Regions from separate parts of the Mus musculus genome. Here all the other regions are linked to region 1. Evidence: chromatin contacts called from public HiChIP or PLAC-seq and promoter capture Hi-C data. All regions are on one chromosome and are shown on one strand. The core of a region is the stretch at or near the end of the contact, and the rest is flanking DNA. Distances in the headings are between cores, read along the strand shown.

Evidence for each region. Promoter capture Hi-C pulls out the DNA fragments that hold promoters and counts their contacts. HiChIP or PLAC-seq counts read pairs in DNA pulled down with a chosen protein or histone mark.
Region 2: an H3K27ac HiChIP or PLAC-seq map of bone marrow-derived dendritic cells shows a contact between it and region 1, with 2.1 times the contacts expected there. The contact joins the promoter of Znfx1 here to the promoter of Tmem189 in region 1. A contact is called at or near these places in 2 of 39 promoter capture datasets (erythroid cells and liver), 2 of 115 datasets of contacts at active chromatin or transcription factors (bone marrow-derived dendritic cells and embryonic stem cells) and 1 of 9 other capture datasets (liver).
Region 3: a contact with region 1 is called in a promoter capture Hi-C map of second pharyngeal arch cranial neural crest. The contact joins the promoter of Dpm1 here to the promoter of Tmem189 in region 1. A contact is called at or near these places in 4 of 39 promoter capture datasets (cranial neural crest, hippocampal neurons, second pharyngeal arch cranial neural crest and 1 more) and 1 of 484 Hi-C or Micro-C datasets (cortical neurons).
Region 4: a contact with region 1 is called in an H3K27ac HiChIP or PLAC-seq map of stem cell-derived neural progenitor cells, with 2.2 times the contacts expected there. The contact joins the promoter of Adnp here to the promoter of Tmem189 in region 1. A contact is called at or near these places in 5 of 39 promoter capture datasets (the 3T3-L1 cell line, cranial neural crest, hippocampal neurons and 1 more), 1 of 484 Hi-C or Micro-C datasets (cortical neurons) and 2 of 115 datasets of contacts at active chromatin or transcription factors (pancreatic cancer cells and stem cell-derived neural progenitor cells).

What each region holds. Positions count from the first base shown.
Region 1 is chr2:167,659,553-167,663,810 of GRCm38.p6, forward strand. Tmem189 (transmembrane protein 189) reads right to left here and starts at 1,992. Exons shown (of 6, transcript NM_145538.2): 1 at 1,821-1,992. The coding sequence starts at 1,944.
Region 2 is chr2:167,060,870-167,065,127 of GRCm38.p6, forward strand. It overlaps Znfx1 (zinc finger, NFX1-type containing 1), which reads right to left and starts at 2,146. Exons shown (of 14, transcript NM_001033196.2): 1 at 1,641-2,146. Zfas1 (zinc finger, NFX1-type containing 1, antisense RNA 1) reads left to right here and starts at 2,065. Exons shown (of 5, transcript NR_138563.1): 1 at 2,065-2,428; 2 at 2,767-2,858. It overlaps LOC115486178 (a small nucleolar RNA gene), which reads left to right and starts at 2,604; the gene lies at 2,604-2,696. Gm23201 (a small nucleolar RNA gene) reads left to right here and starts at 4,129; the gene lies at 4,129-4,217.
Region 3 is chr2:168,228,258-168,232,515 of GRCm38.p6, forward strand. It overlaps Dpm1 (dolichol-phosphate (beta-D) mannosyltransferase 1), which reads right to left and starts at 2,122. Exons shown (of 9, transcript NM_010072.4): 1 at 1,936-2,122. The coding sequence starts at 2,096. Mocs3 (molybdenum cofactor synthesis 3) reads left to right here and starts at 2,365. Exons shown (of 1, transcript NM_001160330.1): 1 at 2,365-4,046. The coding sequence starts at 2,378. The coding sequence ends at 3,760. Gm20716 (predicted gene 20716) reads right to left here and starts at 2,122. Exons shown (of 12, transcript NR_132310.1): 1 at 1,936-2,122.
Region 4 is chr2:168,205,341-168,209,598 of GRCm38.p6, forward strand. It overlaps Adnp (activity-dependent neuroprotective protein), which reads right to left and starts at 1,772. Exons shown (of 4, transcript NM_009628.3): 1 at 1,234-1,772. The region is part of intron 9 of Gm20716 (predicted gene 20716); the gene reads right to left. Dpm1 (dolichol-phosphate (beta-D) mannosyltransferase 1) reads right to left here. Exons shown (of 9, transcript NM_010072.4): 9 at 3,708-4,258.

The DNA of each region.
Region 1 (4,258 bases), core at 742-3,241:
CACACACTATGAATCCCTTCTTCTCCATTTCCAACTCCCAGGCTATATGCCTGAGGACCAGCAAGACCAAGCTCGCTTCAAGTTCAGAGAAGGGCGGCTGGCCAGGTGAATCACAGGGGCCGCCTACTGTACACAAGGCCTAGAGCCACACAGTGTGTATCATTACAGCGAGTGATCAGGAGAAGAGGCACCACCCAGGCCATCCAGCTAACGCCACCAGCCTCCCTCAAGGAGAACTCGGGTCCTGAGGCTGGGTGTTCGGGTGTGTGGGTCAAGGACCCAGCCGAACAGACCAAACACCCAAGACAAGTGGAAAACCAAACATACAGACTGGAAACCTAAGGCGAGGCCAATCCTCACTGACCTAGGACCCAAAGAGAAAAAGCAAATGGTCCTATGTCACGTGCCACTTAGCGCTGAAAAAGCATCAATCGCATGCCAGCCAGGGCAGGGAGCCAAGGGGGTAGTGGCCTCAGCCCCACCCAGGCCAGGGCTGTGTGCCCTGTAGCTGCCCAGCCAAGGGAGCGGATAGAATGTTGAATAACAAAGCCAACTCCTGGAGACTCTACCCTGGCTGAGGGGCCTCAAGGCTGGCTGTCATCTGACCCTGGATGCACAGGCATTTCCGCAACCCCTGGGGATACCCAGCCAGGCAGTGAGATTGCTGAGGCTCCCTGAGAGCGGGTTGGAGCCAGTGCCAGTTAGGATAAGAGCATGTCAAGAAGCAAAGAAACCAGAGAGGGGACCTGGCTTTGGGGGAAGGGGTGGAGCCAGGGAAAGGGGCTCCGGGTGGTGATAAGTGTATCCCACAAAGTCCTAATGGGCAGCTAGTGTGTGGGTGTGGGAGAGGACAGAGCCAGACTCAATAGGGTCTGAATCGCTGCCGAGAATCTACCAGTAAGAGGTGAGGGCTGCCGGTCCCAATGGGAGGGGGAGGGGATAAGTTCACTGCAGCTACTGAAGCAGGGACCATGATGGAGCTTATGGGAAGAGCGCCTGGGATATTTTGCAGCTGAAATCCAAATCGGGGCCCTAGAGGCTAGAGAACTGTTAGTCCCAGAAGGGGGGTTAGTTTGCAACCCACGGTCTTGGAAAAAACGCACAGAGTGTAGACTCGTAACGTGGGGGTCCTAGGACTGCGTGTGAGTTTAGGTGGCTAAGGGCAGTGCCTGCGACTGAGATGTCTAAGGCTTCGCGCTGCCTGAGAACCGGAAGCCTTGGACTGGGATTTAGGAAGACAAGGCAGGCCAGGGTGGGGTTCCTAAACTGCCCAAGGTGCCCTGGGGCTAGGACTCTGGATGCGCAGGTGCATTGGGGCTGTTCCTAAATCTCTGCAACCCCAAAGCCTCACGGCTCGGAGTAGGAAGGGGTTTAGTTAGGGTCCCAAGATCTAGGGGTGCTCTTTGCAAAGTTGGAAGCCCTGGAGTTCCGCTTTGGGTGGAAGCTGGGATTAGATTGGGGGCAGGGTTAGGATGGGGCTAGGGTTCGGATGGAGTGCGGTTCGGATCCAAGGGCGTCCAAATGGGCTGCTGGAGTTCGGATCTGGGTAGAGTTCAGATCTCGGCATTTCGGATGGGCTGGGGTTTGGATTCGTGGGGGTTCGGACGGGTTGGGTCGAAGTGAGGTTCGAATAGGTTGGGGTTCTAATCCGTGGACTCAGGATGGGTTAGGGTTCGAATCCGGGGACTTCGAATGGGCTAAGGTTCGGATCCAGAGGGCTCAGATGGGTTAGGGTCCAGGTGTTCGGACCGCCTGGGGTTCGGTCGGGGCGGGCCCGGCGCCGAGCACCCATCAGATCGCAGGCCCTCCATCCGTCCTACCTGGCGAGTAAAGCGCCGCCAGCTCACGGGCTCCCGCGTGCTGTGCGCCCCAGCGCCGGCCCTCCGCCGTCTCGTCCTCGTCCAGCTCCGGCTGCCGGCCCGGCGCGTCCTCGGCGCCCGCCATGGCCCGTCGCCCGGCCCGCCCGCTGCGCTCTGCCTGCAGCGGCGGCGGCCGCGGAACCGCGGCGATATCACGCCGCCCAATGACCGGCCGGCGCGGGGCGCGGCGGCCGGGGCGGGGCGTCGGCGGGGCCCCGCGTCACAGCCAATCGGAGCCCGCGCCCGCGCCGCGCCCGGCCAATCGCAGGCCTTCGGGCCTCAGCCAACCGCGGCGCCGGGGGGCGGGGTCGCAGCTGGACGCAGCTGGACGCGGAAGGCAGGGTGGATGTGCGCGTCCCCGCTGCGCCCCGCGAACTCGCGTACCGCGCTGGAGGCAGGGAGTACGCGCTGCGAAGCGCCTACGGAGTGCATGGCTACTGCAGATCGTGCATTCGCTAGGAAGCTGCTGGACGGGGCAGCACATCGGCTGCACGCGCTAGGTTTCATTTCACTACCCAGGAGTGTCTCGCGTTCGAGGCCAGCCTGAGCTACATTGCAAGACTCAATCACGGAACATAAGAAGTAATATTGCCTTCTGAGAGGCCGCTCGTGACCACCTGCTGGGGTGCCCCCTCCTCTGGTCACTGTGACATCACCCTCACGCTACTCAGAGCTTGTCAGGAGTAACTGTCTCTCTATCAGGAAAGGAGCCCCTGAGGGCAGGGACTCTGCCTGGGCCAACAGCTGACAGATTTTAGGAGAGGTTGAATGAATTCCGGGTCAGAGAACGTGCTTCTGTCTTTAAGGCATTAGCATTAAGAGAGCTAAAGGCTTATGTAAAGTCCTTAAGGGATGATAAACAGCGTCCACCCTGGGGCTGCAAGACTGAGAGGTGCCTGGGGCCCGCAGAGGGAACTTAAGATCTGAAGAATTTTTCCAAGGCTCCATCTTCGTTCTTCTCTAAGATTTAAGCTTCATATTTCTCAGCTGCCAGCCTCCCCAGGCTATCTCCTCTTCCCTCAGTGCTCCTTTCCTGGGTGGTCTCTGTCCGTTCCAAGCTCCTTCTCTGTCTCCTTACGTCTACTCAAAGGAAGAGCCACTCGGATGGCCGCGTCAGGCTGTAGCCCAAGTCCTTCCTGTTCCGATGAAGGTGACAGCCTGGCACTTGTATTAACTGCGCGATTAGATTTGGGGTGTCAGGGGTTCTGCTGAACTTGCTGTGGCAGGTGCTGGGTCTCAGACCCTCCCAAACTGCGCCTGTTAGCAAGAAGGCTAGGGTTGCAGATTAGGGCTGGAGATCCCAGAGGCCAGGACATCCTGATTGACAGACAAGACGGGTAGTCAGAACTAACTCTCTCTCACCGTTATTCAATTCACAGAGCACCAGCTTGGCCCTATGCAGAGTCTCTGAGATTTGCTGGAAATGACCAGGGAAGTCTCTTTCTGTAGTTTTTTTGTTGTTTTGTGTGCATGTGTGTTCTTGAGTGTCCATGTGTGGTCAAAGGGCAACACTTGGGCGTTGGTTGGCTTGTTCCTTCAACCGTGCAAGTCCAGGGGAGCAATCTCAAGGGTTCCAGCTCGGCAGTAGTTTTTTTTTTTTTTTTCTTTGTCTTTTGTTTGTTTTTTCGAGACAGGGGTTTCTCTGTGTAGCCCTGGCTGTCCTGGAACTCACTTTGTAGACCAGGCTGGCTTTGAACTCAGAGATCTGCCTGCCTCTGCCTCCCAAGTGCTGGGATTAAAGGTGTGCACCACCACTGCCCGGCTGCAAAATTCATCTTTAACGGATCTGTGCACAGTGCACATTCCATACATTATGTTAATATAGAAACATATATTACCTCTAAACACTTTATGTTCACAGAAAGACCAAATGGACAGTCCTTATAGAATTAGAATTCACCCTCGGGGATGCTAAGATTCTGAGACCTGTTGTTCCAGCTCCCTGATTAATCCTGCTCAAACTGATGCTGTTTCCAGAGACTTGCTTCTAGGACAGTCTCAGAAAGGACTGCTGATCCAAATGACAGTGGTTCACTCAGCCTTTCAAACGGTTCCAGTCAGGACGCAAGTTAAACCCTGAACTTTCTCAGTACCGAGACTGGACAACAAATGATACCAGCTAGCTTTCCAATTTCCTTTTGGGCCCACAAAATGAATTCTTTGCCCAATTCAGCGAGGAACAATTATAAGAGGCCTGCCATCTCAATCCCTTAAGTTGGGATGGATGGTTTTGGTTATTTTATGAATAATAGATATGTTATCATTTTAGGGGATGATTTACAAATCATTGTGGTCTTGGACATGGAGGAAACAAAATCGAGAGCTTAGACTCAGGGATTTATATCTTTCCTTTCTTCTTCTCTATCCTTTCTTAGGTAGAGGGAAGGGGGTTGGTTGAA
Region 2 (4,258 bases), core at 896-3,395, 600 kb before region 1:
TGATGCTGGGTGAAGAGGAAGCCCCTTCAGGGAACTTCTCAATATAACTCAGGCATAGCCTGTGGATGCAGGGGGGCAGGGTGGTGGTGACTCAGTTCTCAGCTAAAGGATTTTTGAGACTGTCCTCACAGTTTTAAAATATTCATAGTTGGAAACTGTGAATAGATTTGGCATTGTATGAGAGGTGGCTTTTATTCTTATCAGAAAAAAAAAAAAAAAGAGTCCCTTTTCTTCCCACAGGGAATATTTTCTGTGGTGACTTTTCTCCTCATCTTACCAAACCCTGTTCTTATGATGCAGGCTCAATGGTTAGTGTTTGTTTTAAGAAAAATTTTCTGAGGAAAATCCCTTCTTCCTCATTTTGAAAAAAAAATACTAAAATAGAATGCAGCAGCAGTGTAAAAGAAAACAGAAGCAAATAAGTGCTAGAGAAGGCGAGGGAAGAGTGGCAGGAGCAGGCGGGGAGGGCAAGTAAGGCAGGGAGGGCAAGCAAGGCAGGGAGGGCACCAGATCAGCAATGGTTAAGCTGTTGCAGGGATAACATTTAGAGACTTCTAATTACAGGGTAAGATGAAAGAGGATGGAGCAAGAGGTGGCAGCTGGGTTGTAGCTAGGTAAATTTCAAGTCCCGAGAGAAGTCGCCACACCATACATCCCTCAGAGAAACACTGTAAGGTTACAGAAAGCAGGAGAGATCTGGGGGGGACTCAGAGGTAGGGCAGGGCCTAGGGATGGGGAGCCCAGGGTGGTTGTGGAACAAGTGGGTATAGCAATAGGTGAGAAATGGAGAGAGTGGGGCTCCAGGGACCGGGAGCAGAGGCAGGACAACTACGCACAGGGGATGACTGGGTGCTGAGATGAAGGGGCACTAGAGGTGGGGTGTGATCAGGGTGGTGACAGATGAACTGAAGAGAGTCGAAGCAGGTAATGGCAGTGCCCGCGGCTCAGGATACGCTGGGTACTGAGGGAGGAGACACCGACTCTGGAGGTGATGGGGGCTGCTAAGGAGAGGAGACAGGGACTCTGGGGAGTGATGGTGAGGCTAATGGAAGGGAACAGGGATTTAGGGGTGATGGGGCTGCTGAGGAGAGGAAACAGGGACTGGGAAATGGGGCTGCTGATAACCAGGTAGACTTAACTCAGGGAACGATGGAGGGTGACGGTGGAGGTGGGAGGACAGGACTCTGGGGGTGGTAAGGAGTGGAAAAAGATCCTAGGGGTGATGGGAGATTCCAAATACTCCGGAGATGATAGGGGAACTGAGGGACTCTGGGGGCTATAGGGAAACTAAGAGAAAGGGGCAGGGACTCTGGGGGCTATAGGGAAACTGAAGAAGCAGACAGGGACTTCGGGGACTATAGGGGGGGCTGAGAGAAAGAGAACAGGGACTCCGGAGGCTACAGGATAATTGAGGGAAGAGGACAGGGACTCCGGAGGCTACAGGATAATTGAGGGAAGGGGACAGGGACTCCGGGGGTATAGGGAAACTGAGGGAAAGGGACAGGGACTCTGGAGGCTATAGGAAAACTAAGGGAAGGGGACATGGACTCTGGGGACTATAGGAGAACTGAGGGAAGGGGACAGGGACTCCGGGGGTGGTGGGGGCGCTGAGTGGGGCAGATAGGGACTCCAAGGCTAACCTGACACCCGGCCGGAGGCAGAGCGGGACGCCGGCGGTCGCAGCGCCGCAGAAGCAGGTGCGTGATAGGGCGGAGGCCACTCACCGGCTCGGGCGCGTCCTCCGCAGGGCTAGAGCTCAGCCCCGGCCCTGGCAGGTCGCGGCCCCGCCCGGCACCGCGAACTTTCGGTTTCCAGTCCCTGCAGCCCCTGGGCGGGGCGAGTAGCCTAGTGGGCGGCCCGGAGGAAGAGGAGGCCGCGCAGGACGAGGAGGCGGTGCCGCGGGCTCCAGCGAGAGGCCGGGCTCGCCTGCGCCCCCGCCCTCGGGGCGGGCGGAAGGGCGGCGTCGCCTCAGCGCCCGCGGTAGCGGCGGCGGCTGGACTGGCGGCTCCCCGCGGGCGCGGCGGAGGGGAGGGCGCGGCGGGGGGCGGGTTGACTGCGCCCCGGGCGGCCGCAGGTCTCGGCTGGCCCCGGAGCCAGGGGGACGCGGCGGGCGGCTCGTGCGTGCCAAGCGCGACATGGCGCGGAAGCCGAGAAGCCCCGGAGGCCCAGTGAGCACGGGGAGGGGCTAGACACTGGCTGGACAACCATTAGCTAGCTGGGGCCGGGCGGCTCGGGGACTACATTTCCCAGGACGCCAAGCGGTCGCGCCCGGAAGCGACGCGCCATGGGCACAGTGCGCAGGCGCACGCGCCGCCAAGGTCTATATAAGGAAGGTTCGCCGCCGCTCTCGTCCTTTCGTTCCGGCGGCTCCTAGAGCGTTTGCTTTGTTCCCGATATGTCTCGTCCCTCCGGGGTTAACTTGCAGATGGTGAGTTGAGTCCACACAGCACAAGTTTTTTTTTTGTTAACCTCTTATCAAGTTTAGTCGCTGTAACCGCTCCTAGTCTCCAAGTGTTGCTTATGGAGCGCGATCCCCAGGTTGACCTTCGAAGACGTGATTCAAGTGGAAAAGACGCCTTCTGCTTTGGCCTGGGAAGCTTTTTGCTGGTGTAAATGATGAACTCACTTTTTTCCCCGTCATATCGACAGTGCTGATGTTTTAAAACATTTGCCAGTTTGTCCTGATAAACACCAGCCTTCGAGGACCCTGGTCTTCTTTGTTCCTGGTCGAGGATATAGGTGGTGATGGACGCTTTTGTTTTGTAGGTTGACCTGACCAAGCAGGACAGCATGGAGGTTGGAGGGAGAGAAGGGCATCGAGGGAGATGAGAACTCACCTACCATCTGAAAGTCTTAAGGTATGCATTCGTCTAGTGGCCTAAAGTGGCAATCACGTGCTTTGAAGAGCCTTTAAGTGGGCAGTGATAGGGAATTTGATGCAAGAGTTACTGCTGAGGTTCGTTGTTTTAAAAGCCCCGAGGATTGAGCCTTATTATCAAAGTATACTAAAGTCTTTTAATTGTGTATCTGTACATACTGACACAGGAGATGCAGAGCCCTGTTGTTATTTAAAGTGTCCTGGTAGAACTGCCTGAGAAAAGGACTGATTAAGAAAATGGTCCCATTGAGATTAGTCTGTAACACATTTTCTTGGCTGTTGATATGGGAGCATTCAGCAGTTTGTGGGTGCAGTGTCTGAGCCGGGTTGAGATTTCTTTTGTATATGCGTGGTATTTAGAAAGGCAATGAAACATGTCTGCTAAAGTATTTGCAGGCTAGTGCTTTTCAAGATGTGACAATGGCTATCCTCCATTACTGTATTCTGATATCCACCCTGACCCACTCAGATAAAAATGTGAATATGCCCTAAATCAAGTAGGCCCGAGAAATGGCTTAGCAGTTAAGAGCACTGATGGCTCTTTCGAGGGGTCCTGAGTTAAATTTCTAGCAACCACATGGTGGCTCACAACCATCTATAATGGGGTCTGGTGCCCTCTTATGGTGTCTCTGAAGAGAACAATGGTGGTGTACTCGTGCATAAAATATATGAATAAATCTTACTCTTAAAAAAAGTAGGCCCGGGCTGGAGAGATGGCTCAGTGGGTAAGAGCACCCGACTGCTCTTCCGAAGGTCCAGAGTTCAAATCCCAGCAACCACATGGTGGCTCACAACCATCCTTAACGAGATCTGACTCCCTCTTCTGGAGTGTCTGAGGACAGCTACAGTGTACTTACATATAATAATAAATAAATAAATCTTTAAAAAAAAAAAAAAAAAGTAGGCCCAGGCAAGTTGACTTAAATTGAGGCAAGCCTAGAGACTGAAGGGTGCTATGTCTGAACAATTGTCATATCATTTGCAAGTGGACAGTGCCAGTCAGAGTTGTATATGTGAGACAGTTGCATTTAGGGTTTGGTGCTGGAGTCATGGGCGCCTCAGGTCATACGTGAGGCCTCCTGGTACATAATGTTGAAACTTTCCAAGGCGATTGTGATTATCTCAGCAAGTCCCATTCCTTTAGCTAATAATTGGAGACACTGGTATTACAGCTGTCTCCTGTAAAGGAGATGTAGTCCTAAGTAGCTGTCTACCTAGCCCTTGGGATCAGGCTCAGCAGCCTCCCACAGACAGGCATGTGTGATGACACAACTTTTTTCCCCATCAGATCGACCATGTTGATCACATTCTTTTAAGCCAGTATGTCTGACATGCCTGCCTGACAGTACCCACTGCTGCTGTGCCCTTGGCGCTCAGGTA
Region 3 (4,258 bases), core at 872-3,371, 570 kb after region 1:
AGTGGAGAGTGAATGAGCAAAGCACCAGATGTTCTCAGCCAGCTTTTGTTCCTGCATGCACCTTGTCCCCAAAACACAAGAGTAGCAGGGACAGTGACCAGCTTCCTTCTGACCCGCTAACTATGGGATAGGTACTTAATTTGGCCAAACACAAATTATGTTGATTTTGAAAAAGGTAATTCCATTTTGATTGGAGAACATCCACTGCAGGATGTAGCTCACTGGAGAGTTCCACCCTCCAGTATCCCCAAAATCACTCAATAAAAAGATAGCCCAGAACTTTAGAGGCTGAGGATGGAGGCTGGGGTGTTCCAGACCAGCCTGGTTACAAAGCGTGAGAGGGAGCAAGGAAGTAGAGTGCCAAGGTTAGGGACGGGGGTGTTGGACTCATAAATTAAACAGAGCAGAGACACTAGCATATAAAACTAGAGCTCATTAAAACATCTGGAAAAATCTGGCAGAGCCAATTTAAAGATAAAACCTGGGCTGGAGAGATGGCTCAGAGCACTAACTGCTCTTCTAGAGGTCCTGCGTTCAATTCCCAGCAACCACATGGTGGCTCACAGCCATTTGTAATGGGATCTGGTGTCCTCTTCTGGTGTGTCTGAAGAGAACTACAGTGTGCTCACACAAAATAAATAAATCTTAAAAAAATAAAAATAAAACATAAAGAAAAAGGATGCTCGCACCACACATCACAGGGCCACCATATAGAAACTGATTTTTATTCAGATGCAACCAAAACAGCAATCCTAAACCGGGTGGTGGTGGTGGTGGTGCACGCCTTTAATCTCAGCACCTGGAAGGCAGAGACCAGCATCTGAATTCCAGGCCAGTCAGGGCTACATAGTTTTGACCTTGCCTCAACCAATCAAACCATGCAGACTAAGGCTTTTACAAATCAGTACGGTAAGGTTGTGCTTTCTAGAAAGAGGAACTATGTACCAAGTATTTTGTTTTTCTGAGACAGAGGCTGCTAATATAGCCCTAGCTGCCCTCGGACTTGGTACAACTCGTTTGCAAACGTATCCCTTGTAGTGCATAGCTTGGGATCAAGTATTTTTTTCTTGCTATTAGAAAATATGGGCACAGCGTCCTCATTGTCGTTTGAGAAGCAAAAGCCAACCAACAAACAAAAAGCTCTGGAAACAATCTGTGTTCTTCTGACGCACTGTCTAAAACAGCGCACTGCTACGCCATCCTACTCCTGCAAAATCCCGTTCTGTAGGTTGACAGTAAAAGATCGCCCATGATCATCACAGCATGACACTCATCTGGCCGTAAAGTACTGACTCCGTCCTGCCACTGCCATCAGGAGGCATTTTATTTACTGTTTAGTTCGGAGACCTTTTTTTTTTTTTCTTAAATGCGTAACACTTTCACTATCAAAATTCTTGTTCCTAAGAGCTAGGGCTCTGCCTAACAAAGCGAAAGGCCCCGTGTTTTTCAAAACAACACACAAATAAGCCCGGGTTCCTAATCAAACTCGGCGAAGATGCTCGCTCCCTGCCAGCTCATCAGCAGTTCTCTGACAGCGCAAACAACAAGCTTACGTAAGCGCTCGGCCCCAAGGCGATGGGGAGAACGCTGGCTCGGGACTCCCGGCTCCGGCGGCGGATCCTGACCGCCCAGAGGTATGAGGTCATACCTCCTCGCCCCGAAGTCAAAAAGAAGTTAAGTTAGCCCTTTAGAGAGAACAGGCCGGGGACGCAGGCCAGCGCGATCTGTCAACAGATAGACACCGGACTCGCTAGAGACCTGAGCAGGAAGGAGAAAGACGCGGGGCTGTGCTCCTCGGTTCTCCCCGCTGGGGAAAGCCGCGAGCAGGCTCGGGAGGGAGCGGAGACCGGGCCTCCGGGGGTCTCCTCGCGCAGCCAACCGCCGACCTGCAGCCCGCGGCCGGCTCCCGGCCCCCGCGCGAGAAGCCCCTTCTACCTCTCGGAGAAGCTCTTCACCAGCAGCCACACGATGAGCGGCAGGTTCTCCCGTTCGTTGTAGGTGGGCAACAGCACCGAGTACTTGTCCTGTCGCGAGGAGCGGCCCTGCGGCGGCCGCGGAGACGCAGCAAGACTGCGACTCGCCCCCGTGGAAGCCATGACGGCTCTGCGAGAGGCGCCGGAAGCGGACTTACGTCATCCGACACGGGCCGTACCAAATCTCGGAGCATGGGGGAGGCTCGGCGCTCCGACGTCCCAGTGTGGTCCCCGGGAAACTTCCAGATATGGTGACCGTTTCAAGCCAATCGTGACGGCTTCCCCGGATAAAAACCCATTCGTTTCACTTTCAAGGGCCAGGAAGCGTCTTCGTTTTCCAGTCGCTAAGAGACAGGCAACCGGAAACGGAAGTCCCTTCCCGGCTCTTTCCGGAAGAGGCTGTCATGGCTGCCCCGGAGGACGTAGCTGCCTTACAGGCTGAAATCACCCGGCGGGAGGAAGAGCTAGCTTCGCTCAAGCGGAGGCTGGCCGCGGCCCTGACAGCCGAGCCGGAGCCCGAGCGTCCGCTCCGGGTCCCGCCGCCGCCGCTGGCGCCCCGGGCCGCGCTGTCGCGGGACGAGATCCTCCGCTACAGCCGCCAGCTACTGCTGCCGGAGCTGGGCGTGCGCGGGCAGCTGCGCCTGGCGGCGGCGGCGGTGCTCGTGGTGGGCTGCGGCGGGCTGGGCTGCCCGCTGGCGCAGTACCTGGCGGCGGCCGGCGTAGGCAGGCTGGGGCTGGTGGACCACGACGTGGTGGAGACGAGCAACCTGGCCCGCCAGGTCCTGCACGGGGAGGCGCAGGCCGGCGAGAGCAAGGCTCGCTCGGCGGCCGCGGCGCTGCGCCGTCTCAACTCGGCGGTGGAGTGCGTGGCGTACCCGCGCGCGCTCGCCGAGGACTGGGCGCTCGACCTGGTCCGCGGCTACGACGTGGTGGCAGACTGCTGCGACAACGTGCCCACGCGCTACCTGGTGAACGACGCGTGCGTGCTGGCCGGCCGGCCGCTAGTGTCGGCCAGCGCGCTGCGCTTCGAGGGCCAGATGACCGTCTACCACCACGACGGCGGGCCGTGCTACCGCTGCGTGTTCCCGCGGCCGCCCCCGCCGGAGACAGTGACCAACTGTGCAGACGGCGGCGTGCTCGGAGCGGTGCCCGGCGTGCTAGGCTGCGCGCAGGCCCTCGAGGTGCTCAAGATCGCCGCCGGCCTCGGCTCCTCCTACAGCGGCAGCATGCTGCTCTTCGACGGCCTCGGGGGCCACTTCCGCCGGATCCGGCTGCGGCGCCGCCGGCCTGACTGCGTCGTGTGCGGGCAGCAGCCCACCGTGACCCGCCTGCAGGACTACGAGGCCTTCTGCGGCTCCTCGGCCACCGACAAGTGCCGCGCCCTGAAGCTGCTGTGCCCCGAGGAGCGGATTTCTGTGACCGACTACAAGCGGCTTCTGGATTCCGGGGCGCCCCATGTGTTGCTGGACGTCCGGCCTCAAGTAGAGGTGGACATCTGTCGCCTGCCGCACTCTCTCCACATCCCTTTGAGTCAGTTGGAACGCAGGGATGCGGACAGCCTGAAACTCTTAGGGGCTGCCCTCCGGAAAGGGAAGCAGGAGTCGCAGGAAGGGGTTGCTCTCCCGGTGTATGTGATTTGCAAACTGGGAAACGACTCCCAGAAAGCTGTGAAGGTCCTGCAGTCCTTAACGGCAGTGCCGGAGTTAGACTCTTTAACTGTTCAGGACATCGTGGGGGGACTCATGGCCTGGGCCGCCAAAATTGATGGGACATTTCCACAGTACTGAGAGGACAGCATGTGATTCGTGTGGATGACGGTTGTGATACCTGAAGAATCTATTCGAGCTTTACAAAATAATGTAGGGAAGAGCCTGGATTCACGGTCTCCGAATAAATAAACGGAGACCTCCCCCCCCCCCCCCCCCAAGGAGCTTTTTGAGAAAAGAGGATAGCATTGCCTCTGAGAGCTACTTTTGGGCACTTGTGCAGCACCTTCAACATGTGACTTGGTACGACAGGATTTTTTGTTTCCCACCCGGTCAGATTAAACTGAGATTAAACAGTTAAGATGCAGCTTTTACAACTGAATTAATCACTTACATTCATCCTATTTTTAAATTAAGGTCTTCTTTGTGAGGTTGCAGAGATGGCTTAACTCGGGCTACCCCCCACCCCTACCCCATGGGGGCGGGACATCCTGGTTTGACTCCCAGAATTCATGAGTTGGCTCTGCAACTCCATTTCCATGGACATCATATGCTGTCTCCTCGACTCCTCCAGCTCCG
Region 4 (4,258 bases), core at 522-3,021, 550 kb after region 1:
CCTCACTTAATCCTTCGCCATGTTGCTGTCAGCTCACCCAGTGCAAGTCTTGCTGGACCCATTTTCCCATGGTCTGTAGAAGGCGCTGTTTAGCACATCCTGTTCTAGTTCTGGGGCCCTTCCCCCCTCTGCAGCCTTACCCAGTGCAGGGAATGCGCCCCCTACTGACTCCCACACTCAGTGCCTTTAACCGACTTGGCTGCAGTGCCTTTTGGGTGGGGGCTGGTATTTTCTCCATGACCATAAACCAGAAGCAACAATGCAGATTTATAAAGAAACTGCACAAAGCTATCCAAGAGACACCCCCCGACACACATCCCATTGTGAAGGTTCAAGATACAGGCACAAGAAGCATCAGGGATGGGAACTGGGCGTTTGGGGCTGGACAGCATTAAAATGGCTAACACAGGAAACAGTTTGGTTCTTTTTCCCTCCTAAGCCTTTGTCTGTGAAATGGGGTTATGACAAGAACTGTCCAGAGGACCTGGTGACTGGAAGAACACTGAGAAGACACTTGGGGTGTGTGGCAGGGAGTGAGACTAAAATGAGTATTAGACTTCTTGGAGAGAAGAAGAGAAGCAATCGCGCCTTTTCTAGCAGACAGGCATCCAGGTTGGGGGTAGGGTGGGGAAGGGAGGAGAAGGACAGGCAGCTCAGAGGAAAGAAGAGGCGAATAAGAGGGTGCTCAAAGAACTACTCCCCATTCATTGCATTCGAAAAAAATTCTTTCCGCGGCTTTCTGGATTTCCATTTTCTGACTGCAAAGTTGATCAGAAAGCTCTAAAGAGGGAGTGCTGACCAGGTAGCCCAGATTGAAAGCAGGGCCGGTGAGGGGCTGTGGTGGTTAGGATGGGAGGGAAACTGGCATGTTGTTGGGGAGGCAAAGACTTTCACCCTCTGCCATGCACGCTCCCCGCCCCCCAGGCCTTTCCCCCCTTTCCAAGCCTAGGGTGGGCAGACCTGGCAGAAGGCTGGTTCCGGGGACTGGGGGAGGGCGGGAGGGGATTAGTTCTGAGGACGAGAGAGCGAGCGGGGTTCGGCTGGGGGCGGGGTGGGTGCGGGAAGATGCCACTAGCCGCAAAAGCCCATGGTGGCCGGCCGGCAGCCCCGCGGGGCGGAGAAGGGGATCGGGCTGCAGGAGGGCTGCGGCCGACTGGGGTTCGAGGCGGTGTGTGCACGCCGAGCACAATGACCGCGCCCGGGATCGGCGGCGGGCAGGGCCGCGGGGCTTACCTTGGCTCGGCCTCGAGGCGTGCGCGGGGCCGGCGTGCTCTAGAGCACGGCGGCGGGTGGACGGCGGCACGGCGATGGCGGCGAGGACGCGCCCGGGGCCTCGTCGCGCTCGGGCTCCGGCTCGAGCCGCGGCCGCGGCTGCTGCCGGGGGGCGCGGCGGGCGCAGCAGAGCGGCGGGCGGCGGCGCGGGCAGTGCAGACAAAGGAGGGGCGGAGGGCGGCGGAGGGCGTGGGGCCGCGGCTTCACCGTCGCGGGCGGGCAGGCGGGCGGCGACGGCCGCGCGGCTCCTCGGCGGCGGAGACCGAGAGAGGGAGCTGTGGCTGAGGCGACGCCAAATCCCCCCCGAGCGAGCGCGGCTGGAGGGGGAGGGGGCCAAGATGGCGGCGGGCGGGCGCTCAGCTCATGGGTCCCGGCGGCGGCGGGTAGACCGGACGGGTGGCGGCGGCGGCGGCGGGCGGGGGAGGGGGCTGGTCCCGCGTCTCCCCTCAGCAGACAATACAAGCGCCTCAGAGCAAGTCCCCGAACCTGCCCTAGCCAAAATGGCGGCCGAGAAAGAGCGGAAGTGACGTAAGCGACTCATTAGCATAAGAGGACTCATTGTCCAGCTGGGGGGGGGCGGGGGCCATGGACCCCCTACTCGGCGACCCCCCCCCAAGGGAGAGCTCTTCGGTCCTCGGCTGCGGCGACACCCACTTTCCTTATGGCAGGGTGGCCCCAGCCCCCCCCAGCCTCTCCTGGGTGAGATTATATAATCCCCACTGAGGGGAGCTCTCGCGAGAACGTGGAGGCTTTGCCATTGCCCCACTAGGAGGCGCCGTGGATAATGGCCGCACTGCGCTCCTGGGTGCCTTCCTCTGACCGCAGCGCCGCCGGCGGAGGCAGAAGTAGCGGGCCGCAGCACGCCTCGACAGTCAGTCAGGTGGCTGCACTGGGGATCCCTGCGCGGGCCCATCTGGGCCTGAACTACATCTGGCAGGAGGGCGCCTGGGGCTGCCCAAGGCCCACGTGCTCAGAGTCAGCTCTCCCAAGCTGGAGGCAAAGCCAAGGGTTGAGCCTGCTGCCTCCTGCCTTTAATGAGGTGTGATGCCCTCGTGTTCCTCCCATTTTTTGAGATGACACAGCTCTGAGGCCATGTCAGCTCTTCTAGTGAACTGGTATGGGATAGACAGGGACTCAGCTTTTCACTTCTGCTGTTCCTTGGACTCAAGTCATTCCTTCAAGTCATCAGATGGCCACTTACCATTGACTCAAGGAAAAAAAAAGTGGGATTTGTAGAGTTGAGGCCATTGGATTGTCAATGGCTAAGGATGAAAACGGTCTGGCACTCACCCACAATTCTGGTATGTGACAGCACCTGCACTGTTGGCTTTGTAACTTTGGATCATCCCCAACCAACATACCATGTCAACATCAACAGCCTCGGTCCACTTTAAAGGAACAGTAGTTACCCTACCGTAGATAAGGATGGCTAAAAGCTCTACAAAGTAGCAAGTGCAGTTGTGAAGGATTGGCCACCCCTCCCCCAACATGAGGTCTCTACAAAGTTGCAAATTTTGAAAGAATCAGACTATATATACAGACAGCTCAGTGTCTAAGGGTTTGGTTGGGAAGTTGAACAAACTTCCACCTAACATTTATTTTTTGCAATTATTAGAACATATATTTAAACCCCTAATCAATAGCTCAACAATGTAAAACAAGGAATAGAAACTATTTAAAAGGAGGTGGGGCTGAGGCTAAGGCCTTTCATCAAGGAGTAGAGATGGGGAAGCACACAATGCAGAAGACAGGCAGGCTGTGTGAATTCATCTCTACTGTTCTCCTCAGACACTGGGTTTCATGCAGTGATAGCACAGGTATGAAGAACATCTGCATTGCAGCAGTGCTTCACTTTGTAGCATAAAAGGTGCTGGATTCTGACGGAGAACTTAAAAAACTGTGCATGCTTATGTCACCAGATTTAGCACAAAAATACAGCATAAAAATTGGGCAACCTTGAGCCGGGCGCAGTGGTGCATGCCTTTAATCCCAGCACTCGGGAGGCAAAGGCAGAGGCAGAGGCAGGAGGATTTCTGAGTTCGAGGCCACGAGGCCAGCCTGGTCTACAAAGTGAGTTCCAGGACAGCCAGGGCTATACAGAGAAACCCTGTCTTGAAAAACAAAAAACAAACAAACAAAAAAAATTGGGCAACCTTCTTCTCTAAATGGCTTCTGAATGCTGGTGTTTACTGCTCAAACACACCCTGTGCGATGGCAGTAGTGACAGAGTAATTCTACACAGGCTAAGTACTGAAAAATGAAAAAGACCAAAGTTCTCTGCCCCAGTGAGGTGTGAGGCAGCAATGCTGTATCTACAGTGACTCCTGCTGAGGTCGCTGCTTAACTTCTGTTCTGTGTACTTGATACTGAAAACCTAATGCCTTGTTTCAAGATAGATTTCTCAGCACTCAAAAAACAATTCGATAACATTATAGTCCTATGACTTTGGCTTAAAACAAAATTTAATTGAACACTAATAAATATTCTAGTTATTAAGGATGAAACAAGTCACTTCCCCATGGATGTGCGACAAGTTTTGGCAAAGGGGAACACAACAACAGTAGTTCTTATTGGAATATGCACTGTGGGCCCAGCTATGTGACTACATGGCAAGGCTTTCATGCTCAAAACAAAGTGAAGGTGTAGCTCACGTTTGTTCTTGTTACAATCAGCTAGAAAAAGGAAGTGAACATTTAAGACTTTCAATTTCTTTAGCAGCCCAAGTAAGGTGGGAAACAAGTATACAGGTTGGGGTGTATGATGATGCACACCACAGTCCTCACACTTGAGAGATGAAGGAAACAGGACCAGTAATTCAAGACTAGCTTTGACTACAGAGTAAGCTGGAAGTCAGCTTGGGCTATGACACTGTTCACTAAATGTGATTATGCAGTAACTTAAGAGACAGATGTCTGTTCTTTTTTTCTTGCAAAGGACATGCAACTAGATCTCATGTATTCACTCAAAACCTAAAACATGCTCTTTG